Regions from separate parts of the Pan troglodytes genome. Here region 1 is linked to region 2. A link is a contact called in public Hi-C data. All regions are on one chromosome and are shown on one strand. The core of a region is the stretch at or near the end of the contact, and the rest is flanking DNA. Distances in the headings are between cores, read along the strand shown. Region 1 has its middle 81 kb from the start of RGS6. Region 2 has its middle 170 kb from the start of RGS6.

What was found. A called contact is a pair of places that touch in the nucleus more often than the background predicts.
Region 1: a contact with region 2 is called in a Hi-C map of stem cell-derived neural progenitor cells, with 3 times the contacts expected there. The contact joins two enhancer-like sites. A contact is called at or near these places in 3 of 7 Hi-C or Micro-C datasets (blood, induced pluripotent stem cells and stem cell-derived neural progenitor cells).

Annotation. Positions count from the first base shown.
Region 1 is chr15:69,824,585-69,829,009 of NHGRI_mPanTro3-v2.0_pri, forward strand. No RefSeq gene overlaps it. Among named protein-coding and RNA genes, the nearest start is that of RGS6, 81 kb to the right of the region's middle. Within about 2 kb of position 3,072, at least 3 of the 24 cell types and tissues checked have an H3K27ac peak or open chromatin away from gene starts, as enhancers often do. A contact at or near this core is called in stem cell-derived neural progenitor cells, where this site is marked.
Region 2 is chr15:69,731,559-69,735,703 of NHGRI_mPanTro3-v2.0_pri, forward strand. No RefSeq gene overlaps it. Among named protein-coding and RNA genes, the nearest start is that of RGS6, 170 kb to the right of the region's middle. Within about 2 kb of position 2,488, at least 8 of the 24 cell types and tissues checked have an H3K27ac peak or open chromatin away from gene starts, as enhancers often do. A contact at or near this core is called in stem cell-derived neural progenitor cells, where this site is marked.

The DNA of each region.
Region 1 (4,425 bases), core at 1,822-4,321, 94 kb after region 2:
TCTTCCTAGCAATATTATTGAGCTTAGTTTTGGGATACAACTAGGTAATTTGAAGCAGTTTGATCCATTCAAACTCTTTTGAGATTCTTTAGGTAGGACCTGGTCCCAAGACCCTTCTGAGTCATCTATCCAGTGCCCTGTCAATTCTGAGGTTTCCACTTTTCCAAGAATTCTTTCATTTGGTTCTTTCCCTGGCCTTGGGTAGTTTCCTTACATAAATGTGACTGATGATCAGTACATTCCTGAATTCTCAAGGCAGATCCTCTGCTGACCTCCACATTCTCTCATGCAGCTTTTAACTTTCTGGTCCTATGTCCTAACAGTTCTAACTGCCTTGGTCTCCCTCAGACTCTCAGGTCAGTCTCTTTAAATCAGGAGTCCGCTGACCTCTGCTTAGGTCCCCGCTTCCTGCATCACGCCTTGGAAGCTCTTTCAGAACCATAAGCTGAGGGCAGCTGTGGGCTCAGTCTCACTGGGATTACTGTGCTTCATTTTCTGATGTACAGTGCCTTGAATATGATTATTTCATATAATGTCTACTTTTTTATTGATTTAGGCTGGAGAGTTAAGCCAGTCCCTGTTACTTTATCTTGTATGAAAGCAGAGTCTAAGGAATTCTTTTTTAAACTGTAAAGTTAGGTAATCATGCTTACATTCTCTCTGAATTCCTAGAGAACAGACTGGTTGCAGTCAAATTTGATCAAAAGGAGGCTCCTCAAGACTTCAACTCCTTCATTATCAAACCTTGAATTTCTGAATGAGAGGAACATTTAGAGCCACAAACAGAATTCTCCACAAGGGCAGGAAAATGGTCTGTTCAAAGGGCAGTTTTGAGACTAGATTTCAGTGTTATTCTCCAGATTAAGAAGAGGGGTGACTCTTTTTTCCCCATGGAAATCCCTTCAATGATAATAATCACTATGAGAGTTTTTGAAATGTATATCCCAGTTTCTTTTTTCCATAAGATCCCAAAGCTCTTAACAAATATAGTAATCAATATGCAAACTAGGATCATAATCAAAGAGTCTTGTGTTCCAGACTAATTTCTCACCACCGCTTCTGGGCTTGCTCAGTTGCTCTGGCAGGCTAGTATCTGCCTTGTATGTGTTTTTCTTTTTTTCACCATTCCCTGTGGTTCTCTTTCTCTTTCATTATTTCTAGCTCTCTTTGAACTTCTCTTTCTCACTATATTGGAACATAAGACACGTGCATTTCACTCCTAGAATTATTACTATTCCATGAAACACTGGCTGAGTCACTTTAGCCTTTGGCTTTTAATAAAATAATAATAAGGCTGGGCACAGTGGCTCATACCTATAATCCCAGCACTTTGGGAGACCGAGGCAGGAGGATTGCTTAAGCCCAGGAACTCAAAACCAGCCCGGGTAACATGGCGAAACCCCATCTCTATAAAAAATAAAAAAAAAAAATTAGCTGGGTGTGGTGGTGCACACCTGTAGTCCCAGCTACTTGGGAGCCTGATGCTAGAGGATTGATTGAGCCCAGGAGGTTGAGGCTGCTGTGAGTTGAGATCACACCACTGCTCAACAGAATGAGATCTATCTCAAAATAATAATAATAATAATAATAATAAAGGGTTAAACTAGTTGCCACCCTTCTGCCTATCTTCTGGGAATTATGGTACTAGAAAACGAAGTAGCATGTACGAGAAGCTTTCTCAAGTTTAATAGATTTCACCTGCTTCATTCTTCCGTGTAGGCTCTCTCTTATCAAGTGCCTACAGTGGCTCAAGACTGAGCAAGGTGCCATACTGGAGACAGTTTTTGGGGTGTGCAGGGTGAAGAAAGAGCTTCCAAGGGAAAGAAGCCCCTAGGTAGTTTATAATCTTATAATTCTCTTAAGTACAGGTCACGCTTTGGACTCTTCGAAGAATGGCTGGGTCCACTGTAATTGGATAGTATTTACTACAAAGAAGGTGCTTTTATGTGTGTGTATGTTCAATTAACCTGGCATCTTTTGATTTAAACTGTAAGAATGTTTTAATATTTTTTGCCCAGTCCCATTGGTAGTCATTTTCACAGAGACAGTGACTCAGTCTGCCTCAAATGGGCCCAGGATAAACAGGTTTTGCTTAACCTTTCCATGAGCAACTTTTCACGTGTTAAAGTGTGCTAGAGTCAGATTACATGGGCTTGTGAGTCCTTTCAACATGGATAGGAAAGGAACCTCTAAGCCTCTGTTTCTTTACCTGAAACATGAGAATAGTCTTCCCCCTGCATAGAGTTAGCATGGAATTAAATGAGATGCTGCATATAAAACATTTAGTATAATTCCTGGCATGTAGTAAGCGCTCACTTATTGTCGGTTACTCTCATTATTCATCGTTCAGTAACTTACTTACTCAGTCCCTATTATGTGCAGGGTCTTTGACTTGGGTCTGAGATATTCTAATGAAAAAGCTGTCTCCTGGCCGGGCACGGTGGCTCATGCCTATAATCCCAGCACTTTGGCAGGCCGAGGTGGGCGGATTACCGGAGGTCAGGAGTTTGAGACCAGCCTGGCCAACATGGTGAAACCCCATCTCTACTAAAAACACAAAAATTAGCTGGGTGGGATGGCGGGTGCCTATAATCCTAGCTATTCAGGAGACTGAGGCAGGAGAATCGCTTGAGCCCAGGAGGCGGAGGTAGCAGTGAGAGAGGATTGCGCCACTGAACTCCAGCCTGGGCGACAGAGCAAGACTCTGTCTCAAAAAAAAAAAAAAAAAAAAAAAAAAAAAAAAAAAGAAAAAAGGAAAAGAAAAAGAAAAAACTATCTCCCTGCACTACAGTCTAAAGGAAGGGTTGGCAAACTTTTTCCATTAAGAGCCAGATGGTAAATATTTCAGACTTTGTGGGCCATATGGTCTCTCTTGCAACTGCTCAACTCTGATGTTATAGCTCAAAAGCAGTCACATACAAGACATTAACAAATGGGTATGGCTTTGTTCCAATAGTTTACAAACCCCTGTTCTAGAGGGAAGACAGATATTCAAAGAAACCATTGCAATACAGTGTGGTAAGTGGTACGATAGAGGAAGTGGGGAATGATCTAGCCTGTCACCACTCATTGTGCAGTCTTTAGACAAGCTGCATTGGCATCACCAGGGAGCCTGTGAGGAATGCAGATCCTCACACCTCATCCCAGAACTGTGGAATCAGAGTCTGCATTTAACAGACTGAATTTTTTGCCCAGTCCCATTGGTAGCCATTTTCCATATGATGCAAAAACGCTTGATAAATATAGTAATCAATACGCACACTAGGATCACAATCAAAGGGCTTAACAAAAGAAGCTCTGACAGAGGGCTACGTTATACAAGCAAGAATATCTCATTTGAAAGCTGAAGGACAAGCAGAAGATTTTGGGGCAATGTGTGGGCCAGGGGACATCTTTTAGGCAGAAAGTACAGCAAGTACAGAGATGTGGAGGTGAGGAAGAACACAGTTGAAGAACTCAAGAAATTAGAGAACCTTGCTGGCAGTAAGTTGGTAACACTACTCTAGGCTAGAAGAAATTTAAGCAACATAACAGTCAAATGCAGTGACCTGATTTTGTTTAGGTCCTGTTTTGAAGAAACCAATTATAAAAAGACATTTTTGAAACAATTGTTTTTTGTTTTTTTTTTTTGAGACAGAGTCTTGTTCTGTCACCCAGGCTGGAGTGCAATGGCACGATCTCGGCTCACTGCAACCTCTGGCTCCCAGGTTAAAGTGATTTTCCTGCCTCGGCCTCCCAAGTAGCTGGAACTACTAGCTTCCGCCACCATACCCGGCTAATTTTTGTATTTTTAGTAGAGACGGGGTTTCACCATGTTGGCCAGGCTGGTCTCGAACGCCTGACCTCAAATGATCCACCTGCCTCGGCCTCCCAAAGTGCTGGAATTACAGGCGTGAGCCACCATGCTCAGCTGAAAATTTGAATATAAAGTGAGTATTAATACCACTGATTGTGATAAAGGTTTTGTGTTTATACATAAAAAGTCTATTAGAGAGATATATGGAAGGACTTTGGGGTGAAATGGCATGATGACAGGGATTTTAAGAAATATTCACAAAAAAAGAAGGCTGACCAAAAGGAAGACATGAAGCAACTGGAGCAAAAAGTGAATAACTGTTGAATCCAAGGGTGGGTGTATTGAGTTTTTTTATATTATTCTCTCTTCTTTTGTGTACTTTTGAAAACTTTCTTAATAAAAAAGTTAAGGAAGAATGTTGGACTGCATCAAGTCTCTTGTCTCTGCTTTTATGTGAAATTCAGCTCATGATTAATCCATCCCAAGAGCTGTGTACAAAGCAATATTTTCCATCTTTGAAGACAATTTAGAAGTCCTTGACAGGAGGTCACTCTGAGCCCAGTGGATCTACGTGCATTTCCTTTTATTGGAAAGAGCAGAAGAGCAGTGGCTTCAAGGAAGTTTTACTC
Region 2 (4,145 bases), core at 1,238-3,737:
ACTCTTGAGCTCAAGCAATCCACCCACCTCGACCTTCCAAAATGTTGGGATTATGGGCATGACCTGGCCTCAATGCATCATTTTAAACAAGCCTCCTTGGCCAGGTGTGGTAGTTCATGCCTGTAATCCCAACACTTCGGGAGGCTTGAGGAGGGTGGATTGCTTGAAGCCAGGAGTTCAAGACCAGCCTGGACAACAAAGTGAGACCCCAGTCTCTATGGGATGGGGTGAGGTGGGGGGTTGGGGGGAAGAAACAACAACTAGCAAGGTGTAGTGGCTCACACCGATAGTCCCATAGTCCCAGCTACTTGGGAGGCTGAAGGGGGAGGATCCCTTAAGCCCAGGAGGTCAAAGCTGCAGTGAGCTGTGATTGCAGCACTGTGCTAGCCTGGGCAACACAGAGAGACCCCATCTCTTGAAAACAAAACAGAACAGGCCTCCTTGAGAAGTGTCATTCCACCTGTTATGAATCCAGGCTTAATCCAAAGCCCCTAATCTCACTTCTTCCAGGTTCCCTCCTGGCCCCGCTGCCCCTCCCTGATCCGTCAGCCCCAGGCATCCTGTAGTATCCGAGTGAGATAAAGGCAGACTTTGGCTCCTCTGATAAACTTCAGCAGTGTGGATCTCTCCGCCCCACGTCATGAGTGATCAACGTTCTTCTGTGGAGACTCCTGGCGTCCAGTTGAAAGTCGTGCGGCTGAGACCTCCGCGGTGCCACAGAGAAAATAGGTGTGGGGGCTGCACGGGGCCTTGAAAACTAACCGGATATCCCCGTGGAGAACGCTGGTGGGAGACTGGGCGTTCCTCAAAGTCCCGAGTGGCACAGCTGTTAGTGCTCATCTCCAGAAACCCACAGCACCTGCCCCCACGAAATCTGTGGAGAACACGAGCAGGAGGTGCAAATAATTCTGACTCCTCGGCGGAAGAACAGGAATAAGAAAGCCTGGCCTGGCCGTGGGTTGCTGGGTGAAAAGCAGCATTGCATTCGAAATGTTAGTTCATTGCAATAAATGGGTTCAGCTCCTCTTTGGAAATATTACTATAGCACAAAGTACTTTATGAAAGCCTTTTTAAAAATCAGATATTATCAGATAGTTGGTTAAAGAGCTGATTAGCTTATCAAAATGTCTGCCTATAGACGAGGCACTTGGGGCGCTCAGCACAGAGACCCCCATACCTTTTCCTGTGTGCCCACAGAGTAAGCGTTCTGAGGGCCGAGGGGAAGAGGCGACATGCAAGTTCCCACGGAGAGGAAGAATTGTTAATGGCAAAAGAATCCCAATGGAAGGTAAATTCCCTCTGATATTACACTGTGAGTCTCTGAGAAGCAACACCAGGCTTTAATAGACAAACGCGGTATTTCCTCCTGATTATTTAATTGGCACGGGAGAGCCACGCAGGTTACGAATTTGTAAGAAAACCCCAGCGGGCCCTGTTTCTGACCCCTTGGGAGGCATTCATTTAAGAAAACTTGTATTTTCTGTGTGCCCCAACTTGCACGGGGGGCGCCAACAAGCTCTGGGAACAGATGGGATTTCAGAAGCCGGGCCTCAGCGCCAACCGCGGGCTGCTGGCTCCCTCTGCTGTCCGAGTCCTCACTTGCGTTCAAGTGAAAGAGCGCGTTTCCCGGCTGATTCTGTGCCAGGAGAAATCGTGAAGGCAAGAAGACTGGGCTCAGAGCCAGGGGCCCTCCCGGGATTTGATAGCTCCTATTTCGATTTGAGCAGGACCTGCAGCCTTGTCAGTGTCTGAGCTCATGGGTAAGGTTGGGAGTAACCATTCATTGGCCAAGTGGTACCCCCCACCCCTGGGGAGGAGGAGAACAATTTCTTTCAAGGACTTTTCTGGGTACCCGGCGTGGGGAGTAAAGAGGGAGTCTCTGGAAGCAAAAAGGATCCTGAGAGGCCTGGGCAAATGACACTGGCTTTGCTTGAACCTGGAAGGCCAGACGGAGGAAAAAGAACTTCTGTTGCTGGGCGCGGTGCCTCATGCCTGTAATCCCAGCACTTTGGAGGCCGAGGCGGGTGAATCACTTGAGGTCAGCAGTTCAAGACCAGCCTGGCCAACATGGCGAAACTCTCTCTCTACTAAAATACAAAAATTAGCCTGGCGTGGTGGTGGGCGCCTGTAATCCTAGCTACCCGGGAGGTTGAGGCAGGAGAATTGTTTGAACCCAGAAGGTGGAGGTTGCAGTGAGCCGAGATTGCGCCACTGCACTCTAGCCTGGATGACAAAGTGAGACTCCGTCTCAAAAAAAAAAAAAAAAAAAAAAAAAAAAAAAATATATATATATATATATATATATATATATATGTATTCTGTTGATGGTTCGCATTGTTTTCTGCCCAGAATCCCCACTGTCCTCTCCTCAGGCTGATGGCAAAACTTCTCCCACCCAGATGACCTCCCTCCACCAACACCTGAGAGGCCCTCAGGCGATCTGATGCGAGGCCAGGCCGCTGGGGCCTCCGGCAGGAACAGTCCGCAGAAGGAGGAAGGCAGATTGCAGAAGCGGCAGTGCTGTCCGGTAGGGAAGGCCCCGACGTCCGCCCTTCCCCAGACCGTGGGCTCCCCTCGCTTCCAGGGGTGGAGGAGAAAAGAGCTGGAGAAACGTGCCACGACTCAAACAAATTTACTTCCGTGGTGGATTCTGATTTTATTGAACAAAATGAGGTGAGAAATGTCACATTTCTTTCTTCCTGCTTCAAGTCAAATCTAATCTGGCGAGGCTGGAATACAATTCTTTTCATGACAGAGGCTCTCTCCTTCCCTCTCGGGGTCCTATCAAGGTCCCGGGGTGCGGGCAGGAGAGGCCTCTGGTTTCTGGTTGCCATTGGCTGGTTTACAGACCCCTCGTCCTCACCCCCCTGGTCCTCAATGCCCTCCTGTTGAGCCAGGGCGCGGAGGTCACTGCACAGGCTGGGCCTGCCTCCCCTGCTGAGTTCAAGCGGTTATTCCCCTGAGGCCCTGCCACATCGCTGGGACTGCTCAGAAGCTGGAGACACCAGTCCCCTTTCTCAGCGTGGGAAGCTCTCACATTCCATTCTAGTCTTCCTGCCTCCTGAGCCCAGCCCTAGGCAGGCTCATCCCAGAGAAATGGGCCCTCACAGTGCCACCCTTAAACCTGGACAAGAGGGGCACCGTGTCCCTCTTATGGGACCTGCATATCCCCAGGGGGCACAATGTGTGAAAGAATGCGTAGCACTTCTGTCACTCAGATGTGGCCCCTAGAGCTGGCACAGGGTCACCTGTAACCCTAAACAGATGCTGTCCTCAGGAACACTGTTCAGGCCTCAGAGAAATTGCCTTCCCCCCCGCCCCCCCCCCCCCGCCCTCCTTTTTTGAGAGAAAGGGTCTCACTCTGTTACCCGGGCTGGAGTGCAGTGGCACAATCACGATTCCCTGCAGCCTCGACTTCCTGGGCTCAATCGATCCTCCTGCCTCAGCCCCACAAGTAGCTGGGACTACAGGCGCGTGCTACCACACCTGGCTAATTTTTGTGTTTTTAGTAGAAATGGGGTTTCATCATGTTGGCCAAGCTGGTATTGAACTCCTGGTCTTAAGAGATCCGACTGCCTTGGCCTCCCAAAGTACTGGGATTACAGGCATGGGCCACAAAGCTTGGCCTGAAATTGCCATTCTTATCTTTCACCCTGTGTCTTCCAAACAAAAGGTGGCTGTGACAGAGCGGCTTGAAACTTTAGAGGCTCCCAGAGCGGCTTGAAAGTTTAGAGGCTCTTCTGCTCAGAAACGTGGAAAGGATTTAAGTATTAGAAGTGCCTAGGGCGGAGGGAAGACAGATTAATTCACTTGTCAAATACTTTCTTCCAGCATCAAAGCACAACAAAGCGTTGCTTCTCAATAGTGCTGAGTCCTTTCTCTTGCTTGTCTTTGTGTTCTAATTCATGGTTTCAGTTCTTTGATATTCACAACAGGTACGCATGGTGGCTGAAGGGCGCTTTGTGATATTAAACAATACGTATTCCTCTTAAATGTGTGTATGTAAAGGCTAGAGGTAACATGTTTGAAGCGAAATGTCGATTCTTTATATTGTTAACTCTATAGAAAATGACCAGTAGAATTTAAATAGTGCTATTTTTATAAAAATGTTTAAGATTTAATCTAAATTCAAAATATCAAATAAA